Linked DNA regions of Drosophila melanogaster: region 1 is linked to region 2. The links are chromatin contacts, called in public Hi-C maps. All regions are on one chromosome and are shown on one strand. The core of a region is the stretch at or near the end of the contact, and the rest is flanking DNA. Distances in the headings are between cores, read along the strand shown.

Region 1 (5,710 bases), core at 684-3,183, 400 kb after region 2:
GGCTCCTGCTGCCAGCAACAAATATCTGTATTACCATCCTCAAGCTAATTATCATTGGCCATCGCATCGCACACACATGAGCGAACGACAAAGCGGAAACGGAAGCGATGGCAAAGCAATTGGCAAATGGCATCCGCCTGCTCCTTGCCCCTCCGTTTGACCCATCCCCCTATTGGCAGTTGCAATTAGGCGGTCGCCAAACATCCGCTGCATCCTGCCACCCACTTGTGCAGCCCCATCTATGCATCTATAACTGGCGACCGACGGACGGAAAATGCCACAAGTGTGCCTCCGAATGGCCTGATTTCATGTGTCATTTATTTAAAATGAAGGGATTTTTTCCCTTCATTAGTTTTGCGGAGAATTTAATTCCCCAAATTGATTCACTGGCAATGACAACAATTCCGTCCATCGGACTTCATAAAATGTAGGCCCAAATGTTTAATTAGTACGAAATTGATAGATTAATTATCCCGAATCAGCAGAGGAATATCCGTCTGCACGTTGGCAGCATTTGTTGCTACCTTGGACAAATGCAGAAATGCTAGCACATTGCAGCCAACTAATTGTGCGACGCCCCTTGCCGCCCACTGCCTGCCGCCGACTAAGTGCTGCCCCTGGCCACGCCCACAAGCGAAACAGTGAGCAGCAATTAATTGTGCTCATTTTTTAGGAATCCCTGCCACGCGCTTCATTTCAATTTGCACTGAATTCCCCCGTTTTTTGCCGCTTTGGCTTTAGCTCCGCTAGCTGCAATTTTCGGTATAATTTTTAACCGAAAATTCGCTGTGCCAGGCACCCTATGCTCGCCTCGCCAAGCCACGCCCCTCCCGCCAGCCGCCCCTTTCCGATGTTGTTTATTGCGCTTGCAACTTCCGCAACAAACGAAGATAAATTGTTACTTTCTTGCTCGCTGCTCCCGTTTTTAGTTGCTGTCGGTGTTCTTTGGATGGTCGTGCTGCTGCAAGTGTTGTTATATTTCTACCCCGCATAGTGGGTGGCATGGTGGCTGCAGAGGAAGACTTTTGAATGAAGCTTGATCCGTGTAGAAAATGTATTAATGAGCATTTTCGAGTGATTTTAGTAGCAATAGATAGCCAAGATATTCGCTAGCAGCTGCTAAATGTTAAGATTCTATATATATAATCATCTAATTAGGCTTACTGAACATGATTCAACGATAATCCCATGCGATCAAGATAAGAAAGACGATACGGCTTATCGCGCACCAACGACTTTTAAATTGCTATCAGCTCGAATGCCTCGATTACTTACTCGATCTCACGCTCTTTCGAAGCGGGAAAGTCTTAATGTATAGTGCCCGAAATTAATCCCTTGATAACAGCGAAACCAATTACGATTTGCCTTAGTTTCAACTTATTATCAATGGCCCTATTTGAACTGCAGACAGGTTTATCATCTTAGGGGCGCACATCAAACGTAATCAATAAAATCGAGCTATAATCGCAACTTAAGCCGTTTTGGGCCAGACAGCGCCGAGACTTTTATTGGGTGATTGGTCCATTGCAACTTAACTGTGTTTGGTCCATTGCAACTTAAGTGTGTAATGTTACACATTGGACTAAATCAAAAGAACTTTATTTCGTTCGTTTGGGTAGCACCCTACTAAAATGTGTGCTTGCTGTGATGCTCTAGTTTGTGTATAGTTCCGATACCGATACAGATTTCACATTCTCAGTTTCCTGCCACATTGGTTTTTCATACGGACGGCATACTCGTACTGTGTCGATGGTTATGAGTAAACACCCGACTGATTACCGATACACGAATAAGGCGGGCGATTGGCTTTGTGGGGCGCCCTAATCTCAGACATTGACCCCTCCGTCGCCCCAGCGGCGCAGCACACTACACCACCCCACATCGTGGAGATAAGAAACCGCGGCTGCGAGCTCCGACTCTCAGCACTTTGCAGCCAGTTAGTGCGAGAATGTCGAGCTGGTCGCTTTGTCCGCTTTTACTGGCCTTCGCGGTTCACGCCGTGCTTGGATCTGTGGATTTGGCTGGTTCCCTGGATCCGTCGCTGCTGGAGAACGTGGATGTGGACCAGCTAAGGTCAAACTATCTGCCCCAAGGCCTGCAAAACACCAATGTGACCTTGGCCGACTTCCAAAAGTGGCTGCAGTCGAAGTGCGAGAAGGCCAATGACCATTTGCCGAAAGGATCTGTTAACGCCTCTGCCCTGAGCAAGTCCATCGAGGATGCGGGCATTCACCTCGCAGAATGCCTCTCCGGATTGGCCAATATGACGGAGATCCAGGCGGAGATCGAGGAGGCGAGTCCCAAGGGCGACCTGGACGTGGTCTTCGAGAAGTATTGCCTCCGATTGCCGCAGGCCAAGACCTGTCTGAAGAACTTCAACGACGCGATCCTGCCCTGCCTGACCACCGATGAGAAGACCCACAACGCGGTGCTGCAGAGGATTGCGGACAAGCTGCTGGAGTTCATATGCTACAAGAACGGAGACCAGATTGCGCTCTTTATCGCCGAAGAGGGCCCGGAGTGCCTGCAGCAGAGTCGCGAAGGCATCGCCAATTGCCTGAACTCTTCCTTCGCCGGATATCTGCCCAAGTCGATTAGCCCGGAGTGGGATCTGCCCCAGCTGGTCTTGGGTCCGAAGCAGTGCGTCGACCTCTACGCATTCGAGACGTGCACCGTCAGTCTGCTGGAGAAGTGCGATACGATCACTCCCAGCAATATCGTGGAGTCCATGTTTCGATACGTGAGGAAGGAGTCCTCCTGCCAGCCCCACATCGACAGGGTCAAGCTGCAGCACCGCAGAGCCCTGCCCTTGACCAGTGGATCCCAGTCCGGCTCATCCGTATCCCTTCATCTCACCTGGACCTCTGCGAGCCTGCTAATGGCCACTTTCCTCGCCCGACTGGCCTAACATTCCCCGCTCTCTCTCTCTCTTTTTTTTTTGGTTGATATTTTATAATTATGTTTAATAAACTTTGCAAAGTCGGGAACGGAGTCTGTGCACCGGACGGACGGACGGACTGCTGCCCGGCGTAAGCCGCTTAACGGATTCCCTTTTCAACTCCGGGCATCTGGAAAGGCAGGCGGCTGTGGAATGAGGGTTAAGGAAGCGGGGCCCAAAGTGTTAAGCTGCATAAACACAAGCCTGAAATATGAACGGCAACTGGGGTCATCCCAGGTCCACTGTCAATAATTTGATTGACTTTAGTAGCAGAATTTGAATTTGAATTTGAATTTACGGCCAGGCAACGTCATAATAAGAACCTTTAAAGCCGTGTCACTGATCGTTATCATCACATTTTCGCACACATTCCAAATTCCATATTCAGCGTCTGGCAGGCATTCATTTCTCTCAGTGCAGTCGCACCATATTGCGCTTATCGGACGGCAGCAGCTACAGAAGCTATAGCTGTAGCAACCGAAACAGTGGAATATACTTGTAGAGAGCAACACAATCCGAATCCGAATCCGGAGCAGAAGCTAAAGCTGCGCTGGTTGAAGAAGGGTCACTCGAACGCGTCTCTTATCGCCAGAGACAAAGACAAAGACAAAGGGATTGCTGGCTGGATGGCCGGAGGGGAAGGGAAGATATTGGGAGAAAGTAGGAGAAATGGGGCTTAGCTGGCAATGGCTGGCTGGACTCAGTTTCGAGCGTGGCAGCGCGATAAGCAAATTGATTTGCGACGAATTCCGTCTTATTTCATAAGTTTCTTCACTTGCTGCAGCCTTTGGAAACCCTGGTCATCATCGGATGCCATGAAAACCAATACAAAACCTACATACTTAGCTTTTTGATTGAGCAGCTTGAGTTTCTCAACTGAGCAAAATCTTATTGCTTCTTCAATTGTAGATAAAGATAAACGTTGACCTCAAGATGGGTGACAAAATAATGAATCCGTCCAGCAAGTTGCTGAGTTTCGGAGGAAAATTAAGTTTACTTAGCTGCATGCATACCCTGCCATCCGTGAATGGGGCATTTCTCTGCTATTGCGATTTCCGGCAGTCTTAGTCGGACAGCAAAAAGTGAAACCGTAACTGTCATCATTTCACAGGCGACTGCAACTGGGGGTTTGTCATCCTTGGCGGTGTAAACCCGAAGGCAAGGACTTAGCCTTGGCGTCCGTCCGTGCGTCTCCTGGAGGCCATTTTAAAGGTAGACGAAGCGTGAAATGAAATAGACGGGCTCTTATTTGGCTCTGTCCAGTAATCCCTCTTTGGGATATTCTTTCGCAGTACTGGAAGTAATTCAAGCCGATAAATAGATATAGCTCGACAATATTGGATGCTATATATTGGAGGGTACCTTTTGTCTATACACCGCGAAATCTTATCCAGCCTGCAGTCAAATTAATACTTAACCCATTCCCACCGAGATTATTGGCGACTTTGAGTAGTTAACCCGTCGCAAGTCCTCGGCTAACAAGTCATAAATGTTGCAAACTTAATTAGGACTGCAGTTCGCCGAGACCGCCAAGTTGCGACCACCGCTCCCTTTGCTCCGTCCGCGCCCTCCGCAGTCCATTATTGATGTGAAAAATGCGGAAAATGAATGCGTTTCCGGTACTTTTCGCAAGTTGGCAGCTAAATTGCAGCGGCCATGAATCATTCGCGAATTCGCGACTTTCCCGCTGCCATTTTCTACTCTCGCAGCATTTCTCACATTCGGCGAATCGCAAGGAGCAGACAAACTTTGTACGTGCCACGCGAACTATTGCTAGAAAGCAGGGGCGCGGGTTTGGCAGGGGTTAAGGGCCACGGAAAGTTGGCTGGCAAATAATTGCACGTCATTGGCCAAATTATTGGCCCCTCTCGTTTTGGGTGGAAATAAATTGGAAGGGGTGTCGAGTGCGCATGGTAGCCGAATGGGAAATGGCCCTGTAGTATTGTACTTAAACCGCATTCAACAAACTGTGACCATTTCCATAGCATATGAGTATATGTATATGTATTTGGTTTAAATGACCCACTTTCTCATTCAATGCAGAAATTAAGAAAGCAAATAAGGCGAAAGACAAAGAGAAGAAGAACTTCCGCCTGCACCTGTCAAACTTAATTAAATATTTCAATTTTGGCCCTGCAAACTACCGCAACTATCTCTAATTGTGCACGCGCTTTCCATTCCGACTCCCGTCCCTTTCTCTGGGAAATGGGAAATGGAAAAGCGTAGAAGAGTGTGGAAAGGGTGTTGGTGGGGGTTATGGAAGAGCGGGAAAGATCGGGCGACGGTGGAGTTTTCACCTGAGGCGACTGTGGTTGTTGGTGCCCCACGCTTCAACGCTCATTTGCAAATGTTTGGCTACGTGGTACGGTGTGAAAAGCGCAGTGGGGTGGAGAAAGTAGGGCCCCCCACCACAGGTTATTGCGTTGAAAGGGTTCCACCAAAAGCGCAGACTGGGGACCCATGGGGAAATTGCAGCCAAAGCAGCAGCTGACAGATTGAATGCATCTTTGTTTAGGGGTGATGCGAGAGCTCAAAAGGGTTTAAAAGGGGTCAACTGGGGGCCGGGCTGCGTACATGCTCGCAGAGGCTTCACTGTATTTGGACTAATGGAGATCGGCAAAACTCAGCATTGTTAAAGGCGACTCTATTGACAAAAATCATAGCCACTTCATAGCATGATTACCTTTGATTATGGATTAGTTTACGGATGCATTTCTTCTCAAACGAGTATGACTCAATGTTGGATATCAATGGTGAAACCGCCGGCAGCTG
Region 2 (5,356 bases), core at 1,558-4,057:
GGTATCGGACGATCTGGAAGACATTGGGCAGATGGGGATTTCGATTAATATGAATTGCAATTGAAATTGTACCATGCACCACAGAGGCGAGTAACCATGCTTTAAAATAAATAAAAATTGTTAAAACGGGAAGTTTCGGCTTACATGATCGTGGAGCCGCTTGGTGGCAATCTTGTTCTTGTTCTTGAGATGACGCGGTATCCACGGCCCCTCGTATATGCGCTGGATGGCTATATCGTAGTTCTGCGTGTGGATAAAGTCGTCCACGATCGCTTTCAGTTGTTGCGTGTCCACCTTAAGAGGCCGAAAGCGTATGTTCATCTTGTGGGTCTGAAATCCAAGATGCGGATCGAGGATCAGCGATGTGGCCAGGTCATCGTTCTCGGACAGTTCCCGCGGCGACATCCCAGTGGATTGCGATAGGCGGCTGACGGCGCTGCCGTTGCAACCATTGAGTCCACTAACCACCGATCCAGATCCAGATCCCGATCCAGCAGATCCTCCGCCACTGCCGTTCGAAGACTGATGGGACTGGTGATGGTGGCTAGGGTGCTGGTTTGTCTGTTGGTAATGGGTGGCATGTGGCTGGCTGTGGGCCACCTGGTGGTGCTGCTGGTTCGTCTGGTGGTGTGCAGATGGAGGTGCGGATGGCGGAGGGCCATGGCTCTTGTGGGACATGGACGACAACAGAGCCGCAGCCGTCGATGTCGACGTGGAATTGGTGGCTAGTGAAGACGTTACGCTGGTGGTGCTACTGGCCGAAGCGGTGGGGCCACCGCTTGTGCTGCTGGAGCTGCTGCTGTTTGTAAATCTGCTGCCAGTTTCACCGCGCCGCGTGTGGTTAGAGCCGACGACCATTCTGCACGACAGTCTGCAAGGATGAACAGCATTACAAGTATATTCAAAACGATGTGCACACTTTTTCACTCAAATACTAATACGATCTTAGATATACCAATTCCACCAAACCCAATCAACCCGGCAATTGTCAGCTGTTTTGGAATTTGAATCACTGACAGGTATAAGCTCTTTTATTACATCTGGCAACGCCGCTGTTGTCTGCGAACACGACAAAGAGCGAGATGGACATAAGCTTTCAGGACAAGACTAGGACAAAGGCAAACGTCCTGCACCCATACATACACACTCTCTCACAGGATTGGATGACTTGCAATAATCCTCAATCCGCAAACCATATGTTCCGGCATTTTGCCAATATATTCGCTCCGTTGAAAATGGCCCTAATTTAGTTTTTATTCCTACGGCTTCGCGTTTGAAAGAGAGAGAGAGAGACCGAGAAAGAGGGGGCTTGTAACTGATGTCGTCGACAGCCATCCCTCTCGCTCGCACTTATTCCAAGCCCTTTTAGCCCATGCACACACACGTTTAACAAAAATCAATTAACTTGAAAGCACATGTAAAAAAAAGTATTGATCCACAAAAAACAAAAGGCACTTCGGTAATCCTGGAATACACACACTTACTGCCGAAAATATTTAAAATGAATGGGTACGCGTATATATTTATATGCTGGTGAACAAAAGGCGAGCATAACAAAAATGTCTTATCGATTTGCATGCGCAGCAGACAGTAATTGCAAATCTTGTATTTTCTTGAGTCTGTGCAACAACTGAAATACCTTTCTGGGCATAAACTATCATAAACACAAGTGGGTGGTGCTGGGAAACATCGCTGGAATTGAATATTTGTTTGTTGGTCGATTTGTTCTGAATGGAAACGAATGTCGTTTGCAAATTGCTCTCTCAGCTGTTTACAAACGCATACCACATAACGCAGGTGAGAGAGAGAGGGAGGCATATGCGCAGTGAGAATGGAAGATGAAGGGTTGCCAAGTGCGCAAAGGCTTGCAAATTAAGTACACTTGTGTGCGGGGTAACCGAAAAACGGGTGTTTACAATAAATTTCGCTGGGTGGATGTAGCTTTGTAATTTGAGTTCGCCAATTTTTTTTGTTGTTAACAGCATTTCGAAGCGGTTGCCAACCCTAGACGCTGGCTGGTTGCATGGTAACGAAAAATGGCGGCGCCTGTTACACACACTCACACACACATGCACGCACAGTCTGCTGTGTTTATGCACTTCATGCTGTTCCGATTTTTTTTTTGCACTTTTTCGATTTGTTGTCTGCATTTACCTTAAATGAATTTATTAACTAAGGCGATATTGTGCCTCTCGCTCAATCTCGCAAAACGATGCTTTGTCTGCTGCTTCTCTGTGCGTGTGTCCGTCTCTTTCCACGGCTTTTCGTCGAGACTCACATATACAAACGGCGACACACTGGATTGGAGCTGGACTCCGTTTTGGATGGCTTGGCTTTGGCTGCGTACCCAAAATAAATCGCGCTTGCAGTCCCAAATCATTTTAGTTCTTGACGCCTTTGTTCCACAAAAACTTCCAACCGCCGTCCATGGCTCGTGCTTTCTCTTTCGCTCGCGAGACGCTCCAAAAGTCGCGAGTATGGGAAGAGAATGTATCCCTCGCTCTTTCACGCCTAGAAGCGGCTGTAGCACACACAAGCACACGTAAACCCAGCCGTATGCATATACATATATTCCCTCTACTAGCGAGACGTGTGTACGTGCGTATGTATGTATGCTTTTTTCACTTCTTTCTCCTCTGCGTTCTTTGCACCAAGTGTCGCTGTTGCTATTTGCTACCGCCGCTCCTCTTGACGAATAAGTCGGGACTTGTATCAGCTCTAATTCGGACTTAGTTTACAAAATGCGGCTGCTTTTTTTCCGCGATACTCGGATTAGTGATGTAAAAAGACGTTGATGCTTCGACCACTGAAGTCAGTGCGATATGTATCGATAATTGAATGCCATCGATTGCTACGATTAAAACTGCCACCGCAGTTAGCGGAGACGCTCACCATTCTCTATTCGCCATTTGAAAGTATCGGTGTAATTTGTTTTCAGAGAAATTAATTTCCGTTTACTGTGCAATTCGGTGTGAAAGTGTTCAGATTTATCAATGCGTATTCTGCTTTCGACTTCGCCACCAATCTGTGCTGCAAGTTACCATTACCAGGTCCACCTGGTTCCCGCCAGTTTTCTTTCATTGTGGCTAGTTGTTGTTCGTGCCTTCGATAAAGACGTTTAGAGGTGTTTTTAGAGTTTCGCCATCTGGTCACTATAGCCGTTTCGTTTTTTACGTGAGTATTGTGAATTTGGTGTGTTGATTTATATCTCAGTTGGAGCCTGCGTGGAAATAGTGTCAGTACGTTTAAAGGCATCATCGTAAGGTTAGTCGGAAAACAAATAAAAAGCCTACAAATAGCAAGCAAGAACGCTTTCGCAACCACAAGAAAAACGAACATACGCACGCATCCATCTGTGGTAGAGTCGGCTTGTGTGGGGGTGAGTGGATGTGTGGGTGAGCATTTCTGGAAAGTGCCGTTCTCTATGTTTCGATTCTACTTATCCCTTCATCACCATTTCATCGTTGAATCATCACGAAAGAAACATCGAAAGTGCACAATCGTTTGTTATCTTTGTACGAAAACAACGGTGATTTCCACACAGGCATAACCTGCAAGAGTAATACGATACAAATTTTGATCTGATATGACCTCATTTTAGTCGGTTTGAATTTTAAAGAGAGCGACTCTGCAAACTGCAGGGATATGAACATACAAAATTCACAAATGATTGTTTGCATCCTAGTTGCTTATATTCATTTACACGCATGCTTATATGCTTACATCTGTTATCAATAATTGACGACTTGGTGCATGCGAAGCAAACGCATTGAAATGACTATTGGGATCCACACACTGTTAAAAAACACACTGATTGCACTGCCACACATTTCTCAACTAGAACCTAATGTTTTATACTGAACTTAACTGCAGGAAAGCCCAAAATGCCCAGCATCAAGTTGCAATCTTCGGATGAGGAGATCTTTGACACGGATATCCAGATCGCCAAGTGCTCCGGCACTATCAAGACCATGCTGGAGGACTGCGGCATGGAGGACGATGAGAATGCCATTGTGCCGTTGCCCAATGTGAATTCGACGATTCTTCGCAAGGTGCTTACCTGGGCTCACTACCACAAGGACGACCCCCAGCCAACGGAGGATGATGAGAGCAAGGAGAAGCGCACAGACGACATTATCTCATGGGATGCAGATTTCCTAAAAGTCGACCAGGGCACACTGTTTGAGCTGATATTGGCAGCGAACTATCTGGACATTAAGGGCCTTCTGGAGCTCACCTGCAAGACTGTTGCAAACATGATTAAGGGAAAGACTCCCGAGGAAATACGCAAGACCTTCAACATTAAGAAGGACTTTTCGCCCGCCGAGGAGGAGCAGGTGCGCAAGGAGAACGAGTGGTGCGAGGAGAAGTAAAGCGCGGCATTTCGCGGGACCAACATTAAGTTGAAACAGCTAGGGGATTCGGGAACGAATTGGATTTGCAGCATTGCAACTTTACTTAGTTGCTACTTTCATTTACATTTTTTTTTATTTTTAACCCCAGCAGAGACTCGATTTAAATTGTGTATAAATGATCTGTTGCTGATTTGATTCGCGGGGTTCATTTTTTGTCGTAAATATATCTCATATACATACATATGCGAGATTGTAACACTCTCTTTAACCTATTGGAGTAACACTTGATTTCACTTTAATAAATATAACTACCCAACACAAAGACACAGCCTATTTTGTGGGCTTCCCGGAGGGGTTAGGGTCCAAGGACTTCTCAAATTAAGAAGTGCTCTTTATTCGTTATCTTGTGTTTAGAAACGTTTGCAAGCGTTTGAAATGGATACGCATGCCATTTATGGTCCAGTCGGTAAAATTTTACGTGTTCCCAAGAAGGTACATATATATCTTAGATTATCTTATCTATAGAAACTACATTCATAAGATCACGCTTTCGGCGAATAGCGAGTAATACTGTAGCTGCCACTTTGCCACTTAGTGTGCAATTGAAATGCGCGCCAACGCATGTTCTCATATGCGGAGCGTTTAGCAGCCCTTAAAAAGCTTTTCATGTTGCTTTTAAAAAGCTACGACGGGTGTGGAAATTAGATTTGTGACGCTTTATATATCTTTTTTTTATATCGTCTGGGGTACAGCATGGTTTTAGGATTTTAGAAGAAAGCAGTAATTTTGTAAGAATCGAAGAACGGGGGGATATTTATAATTTTCATATTAACCTTGTCTTTGTTTGCTTTTGAAATTATGAATACTTCGAAAGATAATTATCTTGTGCGCATTCCATTCTGGCTTAGACTGGGTTGAGCTAAAAATGATTTGAAATACAAATTTTTAGGTGTCCGCTGATATATAAACAGTATGATGTTTTTGCACTTTTTTCCCTGAAG

What was found. Hi-C and Micro-C count contacts between places; a contact is called where the count stands out from the background.
Region 1: a contact with region 2 is called in a Hi-C map of the Kc167 cell line, with 3 times the contacts expected there. The contact joins the promoter of CG14629 here to the promoter of Hmt4-20 in region 2. A contact is called at or near these places in 5 of 107 Hi-C or Micro-C datasets (the Kc167 cell line, the PNm cell line, the S2 cell line and 1 more) and 1 of 6 datasets of contacts at active chromatin or transcription factors (the Kc167 cell line).

The regions. Positions count from the first base shown.
Region 1 is chrX:1,049,592-1,055,301 of dm6, forward strand. CG14629 reads left to right here and starts at 1,934. Exons shown (of 1, transcript NM_130525.4): 1 at 1,934-3,040. The coding sequence starts at 1,949. The coding sequence ends at 2,908. All of the region lies in intron 1 of lncRNA:CR44779 (long non-coding RNA:CR44779), which reads left to right.
Region 2 is chrX:653,226-658,581 of dm6, forward strand. Hmt4-20 (Histone methyltransferase 4-20) reads right to left here and starts at 2,808. Exons shown (of 3, transcript NM_130497.4): 1 at 2,155-2,808; 2 at 145-871; 3 at 1-13. The coding sequence starts at 858. SkpA (SKP1-related A) reads left to right here and starts at 2,889. Exons shown (of 2, transcript NM_166858.3): 1 at 2,889-3,559; 2 at 3,874-4,674. The coding sequence starts at 3,885. The coding sequence ends at 4,373.